3 separate regions of the Mus musculus genome follow, and all the other regions are linked to region 1. Evidence: chromatin contacts called from public Hi-C data. All regions are on one chromosome and are shown on one strand. Each heading gives the region's core, a stretch centred on a gene start, on an enhancer-like site or on the middle of the called end of the contact. The rest is flanking DNA. Distances are from core to core; before and after follow the strand shown.

The links. A called contact is a pair of places that touch in the nucleus more often than the background predicts.
Region 2: a contact with region 1 is called in a Hi-C map of the C2C12 cell line, with 4 times the contacts expected there. The contact joins the promoter of Baalc here to the promoter of Azin1 in region 1. A contact is called at or near these places in 14 of 39 promoter capture datasets (the 3T3-L1 cell line, 3T3-L1-derived adipocytes, the C10 cell line and 8 more), 1 of 15 datasets of contacts at CTCF or cohesin (the NIH/3T3 cell line), 10 of 484 Hi-C or Micro-C datasets (the C2C12 cell line, the N1E-115 cell line, cerebral cortex and 6 more), 6 of 115 datasets of contacts at active chromatin or transcription factors (embryonic limb bud, embryonic stem cells, extraembryonic endoderm stem cells and 1 more) and 1 of 9 other capture datasets (pancreatic islet).
Region 3: a Hi-C map of the N1E-115 cell line shows a contact between it and region 1, with 2.3 times the contacts expected there. The contact joins the enhancer-like site here to the promoter of Azin1 in region 1. A contact is called at or near these places in 1 of 39 promoter capture datasets (the C10 cell line), 1 of 15 datasets of contacts at CTCF or cohesin (the NIH/3T3 cell line), 1 of 484 Hi-C or Micro-C datasets (the N1E-115 cell line), 2 of 115 datasets of contacts at active chromatin or transcription factors (effector CD8 T cells and memory CD8 T cells) and 1 of 9 other capture datasets (embryonic stem cells).

The regions. Positions count from the first base shown.
Region 1 is chr15:38,517,327-38,521,970 of GRCm38.p6, forward strand. It overlaps Azin1 (antizyme inhibitor 1), which reads right to left and starts at 1,940. Exons shown (of 12, transcript NM_018745.5): 1 at 1,583-1,940.
Region 2 is chr15:38,931,969-38,936,612 of GRCm38.p6, forward strand. Baalc (brain and acute leukemia, cytoplasmic) reads left to right here and starts at 1,941. Exons shown (of 2, transcript NM_080640.6): 1 at 1,941-2,108. The coding sequence starts at 1,941.
Region 3 is chr15:38,193,710-38,198,353 of GRCm38.p6, forward strand. All of the region lies in intron 1 of Gm35167 (a long non-coding RNA gene), which reads right to left. Among named protein-coding and RNA genes, the nearest start is that of Gm35167, 3.6 kb to the right of the region's middle. Within about 2 kb of position 1,927, at least 2 of the 459 cell types and tissues checked have an H3K27ac peak or open chromatin away from gene starts, as enhancers often do. A contact at or near this core is called in the N1E-115 cell line, where this site is marked.

The DNA of each region.
Region 1 (4,644 bases), core at 690-3,189:
TAGCTTCAAGAACTTCCTGGGATTACAGGTGTAACAACACCTGGCATCACTTTGCTAAAACGTACTAAATACAAGCCAAACTTGTCCTGAGCCTGGAGTCCTAGCACCAGGCTGATGAGGAAGGAAAATCAGACTCAAGTCTGGGCTACAAAGTGAGGTCCTGTCTCAAACAAACAACAAAATCTAATCAAACAGTACAAATAAATAATGAGAATTTTACTGCCAATTTCTAAAAATTAGAGAATGGGACTGTATTTAATGTATGGAAATACTCAAGTTAGAGCTATGAAGCATTTTGATGTCCGTAATGCAGAATTAGTAAGATGGCTGGAAGGTAAGTAGAGTAAAATGTTAGCTGCGGAATCTAAATTGAAGGTACCACTCTGAGTTCATTGTTGGGAATCATACTAAAACATTAGAGAAATAAATTGATTACTCATTTATCTTTATAACCTACAGTTTTATGTAAACACCCTTTCCTACTTATTACCTGTGAATTCCTCGGGGCTTATTGGTACCAAGCTTGCTTTCCTGTCGGGCCTAGTTCTCATAGTCCTTTCCTGAGGAAGTTAATCAGCTCTCACCCAGGCTGTGCATATATTAATGGTAAAACACCACAGGACAAGAACAACCTAAGATATCCACCACAAAACTGAGTTCAATCTGTTCAAACATCCTGAGGCTGTAAACAGTGTAAACTGCTTGCTTCGTTCAGCCAGTAACACACGTTCATGATACTTAATACCATAAAACGTTTAAACACTACTAACCGCTGGCAGCCAACAGAGTCCTTGATAAGCCGCATCAACCTACCCTTCGCCCTCTTTCTGCCCCGCGATCACAGCTAGGACCAGAAAACGAAGCCATGGTGACTAATCTCCAGGCTTCAGGAGGTGACTGGGGTAAGTGAAAGCGACTTGGCCCAATCAGGAGAGCCGCAGGGGCGGGTCAGCAGCGCCGAGGTTTCCAGAAAGGGCCAAAGGCCTATTCGCTTGCTACTTGACACCGGGGCTTCCCCGCCGCCGGCCCCGAGTGAGGTCAACTTTCCACCGCCAGAGGGGGAGCGCGCACTCCGCACCCCCTCTCCCGCCCGCAAGAATCCAGCCTCCTCCCAGCTGTCACCAGATGCCGGCTCGAGGCCCGCCCCGCTCCATTCATAACCCGGAGCCCCGGCCGCCGCAGCCCGTCCACTCCGCACCACAACCCCCTGCAGGCACTGAGACAGGGAGAGGGCGATGGGACCCCCAGCCCTCCAGGCTGCCGCCGGACCCCCTCCCCGGAAACAGCAATGCACCACGGGAGTGGGGTGGGGGCCGCATGCCGCCGAGAGGGAACAGCGACCACCGCCAGCCTGCCCCCGAGCGCGGCCCCACGCGCACACGCCCCCTCGCTCAACCGCGGCTGTCGGCTGCCGCCCTGGGTCGCGAGGCGCCGGCCGCCGCCCGGGCCACCGGCAGCCGCCACACACGCCGCCGGCCGCCATGTTCGAGGCCGCCGGCTGCGGGGCACTGCGGGGACACCGAGGGCGGCGTGGCCCAGCCCAGGCGCCGGACCCTCCCGCGCCCCTAAGTCCGGTACTCACGTGAGATAACGGCCCAAAGAGTCGGGTAAAGCGTCTTCTCTTTTTCGGCGGAATTTTTAAAGAGGGATGTGGTTACCTTGAGCAGAAATACCCAAGGCGGCCTGGGCCATAGGCTGCGGGGACGACGTGGGGGAAACGCGCGGCACCGACACCAGCTGAGCAGCAGTGGCGGCGGCAGCCGAACTGGAGAAATGGAGCGGCGCGAGAAAAAGAAGAAAGGCGCGAACTGGGTGGGGAGAGGATTCAGCCTCGTCACTCCGCAGAGCAGCAGAGCGAGAAGGATGAGAAGAGCAGAGCAGGAGACAACCAGAGAGAAAAACGGAAACACCGCGGCGAGAGTTGAGCCAGAGAGTGTGGGAAGGCGGTGCCAGAGACGCCAGTATTTATACTCAGGGGGGCGGGGGCTGCTGACGTCACAGACGGCCGGTCGGCCGCACGACGGGGGTGGGGCCTGTGCCGCCGGGGAATGTGGGAGGGGCGGAAGGGGAAGGACAGCCTTGTGCAGTTAGGGGGCCGAAGGGCGGGACCACCGGGCCTGGCAGGTGCTGGCCCGGCGCTCGCTTCCCGCCCTCGCGCTGCAGCCGCTCCCCAGCGGGCTGCTAGTTTCGTAGGCGGGGCAGAGGGCGCGCGGCCCAGCGGATCGCGGATCGCGCCCTCGCCCTTGCGGCGCCTGCGCGCCACGCTAGCAGCCAACGATCCGCTTTGTGAGCCGGCAGCTAGTCCATGCTGACGGCAGCCTTCGGGACCGTCCTGGGTCCTCGGCTTACCGACTCCAGTATTTTAGGAGAGGAGGGTGTGCGCCATCACGGGGCTTTCTCGGTGCACTAGTTTATGTAACAACTGTATACTATGCCCGGGGACTGTATTCCGAGGGAGAGGTTCCCGCCTCTCCATGGGTTGCGGAGCTCCGTTATGAAAATGAGTTCCCCGTGGCCAGCAAGAACCAGTCCGGTGTGGTTACTGAGGCTTTGATCGTACCAGAATGTTCCTCCGTGTTCGCATGTTGCAATATGGTGCAGTAGATTTTTTTTTTAAATGTGGCTTTTCTTTCTTTGTCTTCATTTTCAAAAAGGGTTGATGCAGTCAGACCCAGCCCTATTAAAGCGGGGCCAGTGTTGCTGAAGTTACATGACTTAAAGGCACATCTCTTTAATCCTCTGCATTTCTCGTTTGAAGTCATTCTTTTTTTTTATTCTTTTGTTTTGTTTCTCCAGAAAGGCTTTCTCTGTGCAACCCAAGCTGTCCTGGAACTCCCTCTATATACCAGGCTAGCCTTGAACTCTGCCTGGTATATAGGTGCTCCTAGGTGCTCCTGCTAAAGGCACGTGCCACCACACCAGGGTTTCTCTCTAATCTTGTTTGTTTTGTTTTGTTTTTCTTCAGTTTTTCGAGACAGGGTTTCTCTGTATAGCCCTGGCTGTCCTGGAACTCACTCTGTAGACCAGACTGGCCTCGAACTCAGAAATCTGCCTGCCTCTGCCTCCCAAGTGCTGGGATTAAAGGCGTGCGCCACTACTGCCCGGCCGTTTTTTCTCTATTCTCTATTATTTAATAAACTTTTATTACTAAAGTAAAATGACGGATGTAGCCTCCCCCCTCCCCTTATATTTAAAATCCTTTTTCTAGCTGGATGAGGTGGTGCATGCCTTTAATCCCAGCATAAGAAGGCAGAAGCTGATGGATCTCTTGAGTTCAAAGTTAGCCTGGTTTCTAGACAGCTTGAGCTACACGTAGTGAAACCCTGTCTGGAAAAAGGAAAAACCAAAGGCCATTTTATCACTAGCAGTCAGTCCTAGCCTGCTAAATCTTTGCAACTCCAGACTCAGCACAATGAAGGGGAGGGACAGGCAGACAGGGCACTTCTCTGTAGCTGAAACTGACCTCCAAATAGCAAGTCTCCTGCCTCAATTTAAGGGGATTGAGATTACAGTCGTGTATTACCCTATTTATGATGCCCCTTCAACGTAAGATCTTTTAAAGTAAGACCCTGAACCCTCTCTCCTTCACATTCTTTCACTCCATTTATCTTGTAATCGGTACAGTAATTAATAAATCACCAAGGCAGAAAGAAAGGAAGAGCTCTTGCAGATTTGGTAAGGCCAGAATGTTTCAGAGGTAGAGAGTATTACAAGTTGGGAACTGTGAGCTCAGTTTCTGGTTTTTGTTTCCCCTATTTTTCTTGACATATCTTAGCTTTCTCTTACCTCCTCCCTCTCCATCCCTCTCTCCCCTCCCCTTTTCCTTTTTTGAGATAGGAAGTTAATATATTGCCCGTGCTGGCCTTGAATTCATGTCAGTCTTGACCTCTAGAGTTCTGGGATGTGAAGTTATGATCCACTGTGCTCAGTCTCTAACACTTTTGTTAAGTTCTGATCCATTTAAACTGCAGCAACTTCCCAAGGAGGCTCTTGCCCACATGAACACACCATTTGACATTTTGTTTGCAGTCTAGCAGGAGAAATGGAATGTTCGTAAAATAACCAAATTGTTGACAGATAACAAGGTAAATGCTGTAAGGAACCAAGTAGAAGGAAGAAATAACTTCATCTGAGAGAAAAGTTCTCAGGAAACAGTTCAGAGTGAATCTAGGGTCTATGTTCCAGGGAAACAGGATTCTGTCAAAGGAAGCAGATGAAAGAAAGGGCAGAAATGGGTGGGCTGGAGAACTGGGAGTGGCTTTCCCGTTCCACTCTAGAGGCATGTTTGCAAAGGAGATTAAATAAAAAGTTCTATTAGGGAGGGATTGATAAGGAATTAGAACTTACCCTTCATTCTAGAAACATTTTAAATAGGGACAATATTGAATATCGTACTGATAATGTCATATACATATGACTAAATACATATGATATGCTGCTAGTTTTTTTGATTCATGGTCTAACTATGTAGCCCAGGCCTCCCAGTCATCCGGACGCTGCCTCCCTATTGCTGGAATTACAGTAGTATTCCACCACACACCGAGAGATGTTTTAAAAGATTATTTAGTGGATTGCAAAGAAGAAGATAGATGGTTTGGCAGAAATAAGCACAATCTTACTAAGAAATTCAGCATGTTGATGCAT
Region 2 (4,644 bases), core at 691-3,190, 410 kb after region 1:
GGCAGGCAAATTTTAAGGAGCTGGCAAATTTATCTCAGTTTATGATGCTTTTCCAGAATCCACTGTGAGACAAATAAAGATAAGCATTTTGCCCATAACCCTCAGAATAAGCAAGAGCATTAATCTGTTAGATGGAGATCTGTATGTAGCAGCTACATCTATGATCATAATATAAGGATCCTGTGCAGTCTCTAAAGTCCTCTGCCTCAGAATCTAGGGGGACTTTCAGAAATCCATGTTCCTGAGTCTCTACTGAATCAGAAATCTGGGCCAATGGATGTCAGGATTTGCATTTTAAGACACCATTAATGGGTTTCCTAAGCACTAAGGTTGAGAGCAGCCTGCTTGGGAGTTTTACTAGGAGGAAGCACTTGCTTGTACCCCAAGCCTCAGAAAAGCACAGGTCTAGAATTAGACTTCAATGTCTCCTCCTTTACAGTAAGGGCAAGTCCCCCACCCCAGGCTGGAGTAGGAAGAGAGTGGTAAGCAACAGATAAGCAGATGGCACCCAGCATCAATGCAGGGGCTACTTTAGTCACTGAGCATGGATCATGGTTCCTAGTTCACAGGGCTCCTGTGAGGGTTAAAGGGGCAACATGCACAAAGGCTCTAACGATGTCTGACACAGACAGGGTAAGCATTATTTATGGCCTAGCACCAGCTGTCTCTTCCTCACAATCCTCTCTTTAGCCATGTTGGTTACATTCTTAACTTATGACTCACACAATCAGCTAAGTGCTTACCGACTAGCCTACCGAGCCTGGCCTATAAGCTGAGATGTTCTGATAGCAAGCTAAAAAAATGAGGCCAGCCAGGGATCGTTGCCATATGTAACCTTTCTAGATTGCTTAAGAGGGTACCCCAAAAGGTCAGCCACAAACCCCGTGTTTCTGTTGTGTGAATCTAGCTTGTATTTCTTACCAAAATGTGAAAATACAGAAAAAGGACAAAGTAAACTACATTTCCCTCTGTTACCCAGAAGTGTAGCCTATACAAAAGACTGGCTGGTCACTTTCAGCAAATCAGCTGCAGTCATGAGCCCAGGACCTCCTGGGCTCAGAAAGGGCCTGGCTCAAATTCAAAGCTCAGTGAACACTGTCTTGACACTCTTAGTCATTTTATTTTTGAATTTGAGTCATACAAGTGAAATTCAAGGCCCCTGGGTACAGCTTCCTGTTGTGAGCCAAGTCCCAGATGGTGGACGGCCATCTAGACTAGGCTGGTGGAGGAAAAGGGATGGCCTCTCTGGCTGTTCCCTCATGCCCGTAACTCCTGTGGCATCTGGCTGGCTTCTCTCCGCTCATTTGGCAGATCCCTTCTTTGATCCCTGGGCCTTTTTCTCCTACAAATCAGGTACTTGTTGTGTGTCCTGAATTCCCATCTTGTCCTCCTTTTGCTTTTTAGTGAGGTCATTTATTTGAAGTTCTGTGTTTCTTGGCATTTGTTGTGGGAGACACACTTGCTCAGTCCAATAGGTGGAGACTAGGAAAAATTATCTTTGTGTAACCGTCAAGAGAGTGACCTTACTTCTAGGAATTTATCCCAGAGAACCACTAGGAATAAAATTATTAATCAAAAGGAATGTTATTCCAGTAACATCTAGCATTAGAACGTGGAAACAAATATCCAGTTAGAGGGCATTGGTTAAATGATTGCTTGTTCGTACGACCAGCAGACGTGTAAAAAATAACATGGCCGAGTGTTTAATAATGTGGAAAAGTTGCCATCAATGTGTTAAGTGAAAACTTCAAGCTACAAAGCTATTTTTAAATCTTATTTTTAACGTAAAAACACACGTATTCTTACAGGAAAAGATAGCTTTACCAGGTGGAACTTGAGGCCACCTTTTGCTATTAGCTGCCCTTTCTTTGCCACCTTGGGATTGCTTGTAACAGCTGCCATTTGCAAGCCTCTGGTGCCATTCTCTCCTTGCCTCCCCAGGTGTGCTGGAAGACGGACTGTCCTCTAACGGGGTGCTCCGACCTGCAGCCCCGGGTGGAATAGCCAACCCAGAGAAGAAGATGAACTGTGGGACCCAATGTCCCAACTCACAGAACCTCAGCTCAGGCCCTCTGACCCAGAAACAGAATGGCCTCTGGGCCACAGAGGTAGGGTCAAAACTACAACATCAACTGGGGATGGAGAACAGGGGTGGAACTTACAAATCGGGACCACCAGCACTGTGTCCAGGGAAGGAAGACCTCGGGACCTCGGGAATCGAGGTTTTCCACCACTCAATGTAAAAACTTACTGCAAATGCCATTTTAATCCTTTCCTTGTGGGCTGTTGAGTTTTATTTAACTTATAGAAACGAGTCCTAGAGAGTTGCCCTCTGGAGGAAATGTGTGTTGGTTCAGGTACACAGCTTTGTCCAAAAGTCTCCTTGTGTTAGGCAGCAAAGCCAGCGGAAGGAAACAAAATTGGCATTGTACCTCATACCCTCTAATCAGCTGGTCAGTGCAAGGGTCTTCAAGGGTGACTCTTGTAAAATATCATACCAGCATCACCAGAAAGCTTGCTGTTTGAAAGAAGGCTGGATGCGGTCCTGGACCAGGCTGGCATCCTTTGATCCCTTACTTCCCAGAGGTTCTCCTGCTGTGCCTGGCTCCTCCATGGGGTAGGGCTGGGGGAGTGAGGGCTGCAGCCCAGAATGAAAGCTCTGAGCAATTGGAGACTCTGCAGTCTCTTCCTCCTCCTCCTCTTCTCCTCCTCTCCTTCTTCTTCCTCTTCCTCTCCTCCTCTCCTTCCTCCTCCAATTTCCTCATCTTCCCTGAAGTCCACCATTTACTTGAAGGTTCAGAACCCACTGATCCCACCTGTCCCAGCTCTGGCCTCCTGCATCCCGAGGGCACAGTTTCCTACCTAGTGATGGTATTCTTTTTGTTTTTTCTTCTGATCAGTCCCTTACATGGTAGTTTATTTCCCAAAGCACTTTCTTTTTCTGAGTTGATAGATCACAAAAGCATTGTTTTGTGTAGATGAAGACAAGGATCAAGTTTTTCCGTTACAGCAAAGACATTGTAAACATGTACATGGACCTTAAATAGCATACAATGCCATGGGGAAGAATGAAAACTAGCTAAACCCCGAGGTGACCAATTTTATTCCATTTCACTGTGTAACAAAGCTTATCGTTTGCAAGAATTTTGCGATGGAATTCCTTTTCACATCATTAAGTTGCTTTCAGTGGCTTTGATCAGCAAACCAGTTTCAAATTTGTCTCCAAAGTTCATTACCCGAGGAGACTTGTAGAGTCAATCTTTCAGAATCTCAGGTTTCTTAAACATATAGTGGAAATAAAATAATATCCAAAGGAACAGACAGATGGGCCTCCTCTTATAGACTGCGATACAAAGAACAATGGGAAGGAGGGACAAACATGATAGCTGGGCCCACAACACAATGACCTCATTAAGTGGAATGCTAATGGAGCCCAAAGGCTAGCTGGGGAAGGGAGATGGAAGGGTCTTGTATTGTCTACTTTGTGCATCAGCTGACTTTCAGGAGACCCAGTCATCATTGACAGAGTGCAAGGCAGTTTGGGGTCCACAGAACCATGTTCACGAGGTTGAGTGTTCTAGAGAAGGTCCAGATGTCTGTCTCCTAATCCTTCTCTCCATATTTGAGACACAGAATGTGTTATAGTGGAGAGATGGCAGTTACCTGGAAACAGCTTGATCTACATGCTTGTTTTCCTTGTGCCACATTCTGCCCTCCTCACCCATCATTTCAAAGTTGTGTTTTGCACTTAAAAGGGTGCTAGCTCTTAGGCCCTCTAGGCTTTGGAATCCTCCCAACAGCATCATGACCATTTTATAGGCAAGGGAAGTAAGGCATGCACTGTATGGCACAGATAGTACCATATACGTGATGGAGATGAACCTGGTGGATCAGAGCATCACAACGCAGGGCATGGGGCCATAGCTCAGTGGGTAAAGTGTTTTCCTAACAGCACAAACCCTTGGAGTTAATCCCCAGTGGGCAATGGGAGTACTGAGAAGATGAAGGTAGTGAAAGACCTCCGTGGGGATACCCCCACCCGAGTCACGAGATAGCGTGAGTGATTTGGGGTGTTGCCTCACCTGAGTCAGAACATGGGGGAGTCCTCACGTGTGGGTCTTTCAGTTGGAGGGTCAAAGTTCAAAGCTGCAATTTTACGATGGTGAGAAAACAACACGTACACTTTGGATATCACAATTCTAATTTCAAGTTGGGACCTCTTCCTCGCACCTGCAGTGCCACCTTCTCTTACATTGACAGTGGACAGAATAATGGCTTTCGGTCATCCTGGAGATCACCAAGGAACCAGCTGATAGCCCACGGTGAACTGTGGCACTGCAACCTACATTTTCAGCGTGCGTTGGGTTTATTAAGCTATGAACCATCTCCCCTGTGCACCAGCTCCTGGATGATGGCTCTTCTCCAGGAGGCACCTTTGGGAAAGCATACAGCCTCAGCCACACACCTCTTGCAGTTTTCCAATTCAGATTTACCAGAAAAAAATTGTGGGTTAAAGGCAATCCTTACTGGGCCTTGAGACTCTCTTCCTTAATTCTTAAGAGCACCCTTAAAATCCTCTGAGTTCCATCTGGCTCAGATGCCAGGGACTGCTGGAGTGCCAAGGACCCGGCCAGTGCCCATCTG
Region 3 (4,644 bases), core at 677-3,176, 320 kb before region 1:
GTCTTGAAAAACAAAACAAAACAAAACAAAATGAAAGTTGGCACAATAATTAACATCTACAAAAGAAATGTAAATTGGAAAAAAATAGTACAAAATTCTGTAAGGTACCCTGGGATTTCAGCTGAAAGTCTGGGCAATTCATGCCCCTTCTGTGATTGGCTGATGGGTTACCCATAAAGTGGGACTTCCTAAGACTGCGCTGATCAGGTGGCTGGAGACAACAGAACTGTGGTTTATTACAGAGCTGGAGGTCAGAAACCAGAGGACACTCCCCTAGCATCCTGCCTCCGCAGCTTTTGGCTTACTGCCTCTCTTTGACATTCCCTGACTTGAAGAAGCCTCCTTTGTTTTCTAGGGCAGAAATTATAGGTGGATGTAAGAAGGGGGAGAAAGGGGAAAGAGAGAAAAATAGCAAACGTCTTCTCTTATACTGAAAATCTAGGTTTAAGTACATAGATGCAAATACACACAAGCACATGACACTATAGTCAATTCTGAAGGGAAAGCCTGGGGTCCAGCGGTCTCACCTGCTAGGCTCAGTCACCCATCCCCAATGCCAACCAAGGAGGTGGGTGGAAGTTCAGTGCGGTCACATTGGGGAGAGGTCTAATGATCCACATCCATCTTTGGTATACTGAGGCGAGCATTAGGCTTAAATAGAGGAGGGACCGGAGCGAGCAGTGGGCGAGAGCTGTGCAGAACTGAGCAGTTCTGTCAAGGTCAGCTCTCAGTGGCCATTCCTCAGCTCTGCTTCAGCAAAGTGGGCAAAGCACTGAAGTGGTTCTCAACCTGTGGGTCGTGACCCCTGTGCAGGTCACGTGACCTTTACACAGGGTTAACTAAGACTATTGGAAAATGCAGATATTTACATTACTATATATATATATATATATATATATATATATTTTTTTTTTTTTTTTTTTTTTTTTTTTTGGTTTTTTCGAGACAGGGTTTCTCTGTGTAGCTCTGGCTGTCCTGGAACTCACTTTGTAGACCAGGCTGGCCTCGAACTCAGAGATCCGCCTGCCTCTGCCTCCCAAGTGCTGGGATTAAAGGCGCGCACCTCCACACCTGGCAGTTGAGAACTTTTCAAAGGTGTTTTATAAGCAATCTAGCTCTCAGAGGATGACTCCTCCTGGGCTGGAGAGATGGCTCACAACCATCTGAAATTAGTCGCCTTCCTTTGGCCTCTGTGGGCACTGCATGCAAATGGTGCACAGACAAACATTCATACACAAAATATAATAAAATATTTTTAAAATGCCTCCCCCAAAAGAAACAAACAAACAAAAACTCTAGAGCTGGTTTATTACAGAAAAGAGGGGCAGCAGGTTAGGTCTCTCTCCCAGGCCCATTTACCTACAAGGTTTCCTGGAAAGGGAGAAGACTTTCACTATCATGGGCCACATGCCACTTTGCTCAGAATGTGCCTGCCCTTGTGTTAGAAGTCCCTCTGTGTGGAGACCTCATCATGCTAGTGGGTTCAAAGGAAAGCATGCTAACACTCAGGATTGGATCTGGGATTTTGGTCTTTGTCTAGGTTAAGATTTCATTGCTGTGAAGAGACACCATGACCATGGCAGCTCTTATAAAGGACGACATTTAACTGGGGCTGACTTACAGGTTCAGAGGTTTAATTTAGTTCATGATCATCATGACAGAAAACACGGCAGCATGCCAGAAGACATAGTGCTAGAGAAGCAGCTGAGAGTTCTGCATCTTGATCTGAAGGCGTAGCTTGAGCATAGGAGACTTCAAAGCCCACCCCCACAGTGACTTACTTCTTCCAACAAGGCCACACTCACTTTAATAAGGCCACAACTTCTAAGAGTCCCTATGAGCCAAGCATTCAAACACATGAGTCTATGGGGGCATACTTATTCAAGCCACCACAATGGTAACCGGTGAGTCTATGCAAGAGGCTGCTGCAGCTGGCCCCATGAGCTGCATCTCCCAGTCCCAACTCTGTGTCCACACAGCCTTCCGTCTTCATCGGCAGCTTCCTTCTCTTCACAAACTTTCCCCTCTTTAATTTTATTTTTTAAGAAGGTTATTTTTATTTTATGTGTATGTTTGCTGTATGTTTGCAAGCATGTGTGTGCCTGGTGCCCAGGAAGACCAGAAGTCAGCAGATCCCCTGGAACTGTAGTTACAGGTCGTTGTGAGCTACCACGTGGGCTCTGGGAACTGAATCTGGGTCCTTGGTAAAAGTAGCGAGTGCTCTTAAGTACGTTTATTTTATTTTTTAAGATGTATTTATTTTATTTATATGAATACACTGTAGCTGTCTTCAGACACACCGGAAGAAGGCATTGGATCTCATTGCAGATGGTTGTGAGCCACCATATGGTTGCTGGGAATTGAACTCAGGACCTCTGTGAGAGCAGTCAGCGCTCTTAACCACTGAGCCATCTCCAGCCCTCCTTACTTTTATTTTTAAAATTACATTTATGCATATGTGTATGTATTTTGTGTGTATATGTTTGTATGTATGTAATATATATGTATGTGTATGTGTATGTGTATGTGTATGTGTATGTGTATGTATATGTATATGTATATGTAGGCATCCACATGCCCTAGCAGGCTTGGACTGGTCAGAGAACAACTTTCAGGAATTGGTTCTCCTTCTACCATGTGGACTCTGGGAACTGAGCTCAGATTGTGGCTTGATGGCAGGCACCTTTACCAGTTGAGTTGACTCCAATTTTCCCTCTTTAAAAAGGACACCAAACAGAATGGGTGACAGTCCCTTTGGATGGTCTTATAACTAGATTTGCCTGTATCAGAGACCCTGCTTACGAATAGATCACATTTGGAATTTCACCGGTATGAATTTCAACATATCTTTTGTGGGAGCACAATTTAACCCAGAGAGATAGCATTGAGCTACCATCTAAGTCTGAGTGGCCTTGAAGTGGTGCTGCCTCAGCCGAGCCAAAGGACCCTCTGGGGTGTGGTGAGACTTATATTTTGCTTTTGTTTTTTGTTTATTTGTTTGTTTGTTTATTTTTCAACTTGACAGAAGCTAGAATTATCTGGGTAGAAAAACTTCAATTCAGAAATGTCAGGGCTAGAGAGACAGCTCAGTAGTTAAGAACACTAACTGCTCTTTCAGAGAACCCAGGTTCAATTCCCAGCACCCACATGGCAGCTCACAACTGTTTGTAACTTCAGTTCTAGGTCACCTGACATTTTCACAGAGAATGCACATGAAAAATAAAGGGGGAGGTTCCATTATAATGCTTATAGACAAGTCTGTGGAGGATTTTCTTGATTGCTAACTGATAGGAAAGGGCACCCTCCTGGGGTAGTACCAGAACCGAGGTGATGGCCCTGCTGTGCTATTAGGAAGTGGGTTGAGCAAACCACAAGGAGCAAGCAGGTACCCAGTTCTCCCTCCTCCAGGATCCTGCCTACCTTCAGTGATGGAGTGTGCCTTGAGATGTAAAAGCAGAAATTCGCCCTTTCCTCCGCAAATTAGTTTGGTCATGGTGTATTATGACAGTAATTGAAACCCTGACTAGGACGCGGGGTTTGCATCGTTTCAGTCCCTGCACTTAGCTGCAGGAGAACCCAGGAAACAGCTGCTGTAGTAGTGTGAATTTGTTAGCTAATAAGGGAAGCAGGTGCCCTTAGGAGCTTGCAAGCCTCCACTTCACAGTGTAGGAAGCGTCCCGCCCTCTGAAAGGCAGTTCACTGTACCTTCGTTATTTCTTTTTCAGCTGAAACTCTTTGGAGGAACTTATAATGAGCTAGTCAACATTACTAAGATACTCTGACTCATATCGTTTTAGTCTGGTTAGAGTAAAGTTGGCTCATTATAATACCGAATTACACATATCTAAAATACGTGTCTTCCCCCACCCTCCGCCCCTGTACTTTCCTTTTGACCTATGACCTCAAAATGAGCATGCTCAAAGATGTACGCCTGAAACTGCGCATGCCCAGAACTGTGCCCCTCGTGCCTATGCATGCTCTTTTACGTTACTCTGAATGGACCCTTCAAGCTTCTCCTCTTCAGTGAGAGCAGCGTTTGGGAAAATAGCCCCGTTTCAGTCCTTACTGGCTGTAGATGAGACATCTCTCTCCTCTTTCCTGTTCTGGCATGTGGTGTTTGTAATCCCTGAGGTGGGCCCCAGACATAGCAGACACATTGTAGGACACTTGTTACTGTTTGCTTCACAGAGCGGAAACAGGCCTAATGGCCTGGTGAGGTCAGCAGACAAAGATTAGATCCCCCGAGGACTCCAACGGTTCTGAAAGGTGGGACTTGTCTGCGTCACTGCCACCCCTGTTGGTCCTCCCTGTCCTGTAGCTAGGTAAGAACCAGCCAATCAGTGGTTGGGTATGGTGACAGTCCAGTCTCCGTGGGTCACGTGGCTCACTCAGCCTTAACTATCGTCATCACAGGAAAACAGGAGTGAAATGTTTCTCCCCCTGGTCAGACTGTTACAGTCCTTGGGTTTTGTGATGAATACCATGGTCAATTGAGGAATGATCTGGAAACCACACTAGGGAGCCCTGTGTCAAAGATGGCAATCGCCTGCCCCCCAGCCCTACACATTAGGACCCCAGTCTAGGCATGGGCTCCAGCTTTCTCAGTTAACTCCCAGACAATGTTTAATAGATTTTAGTATTTCC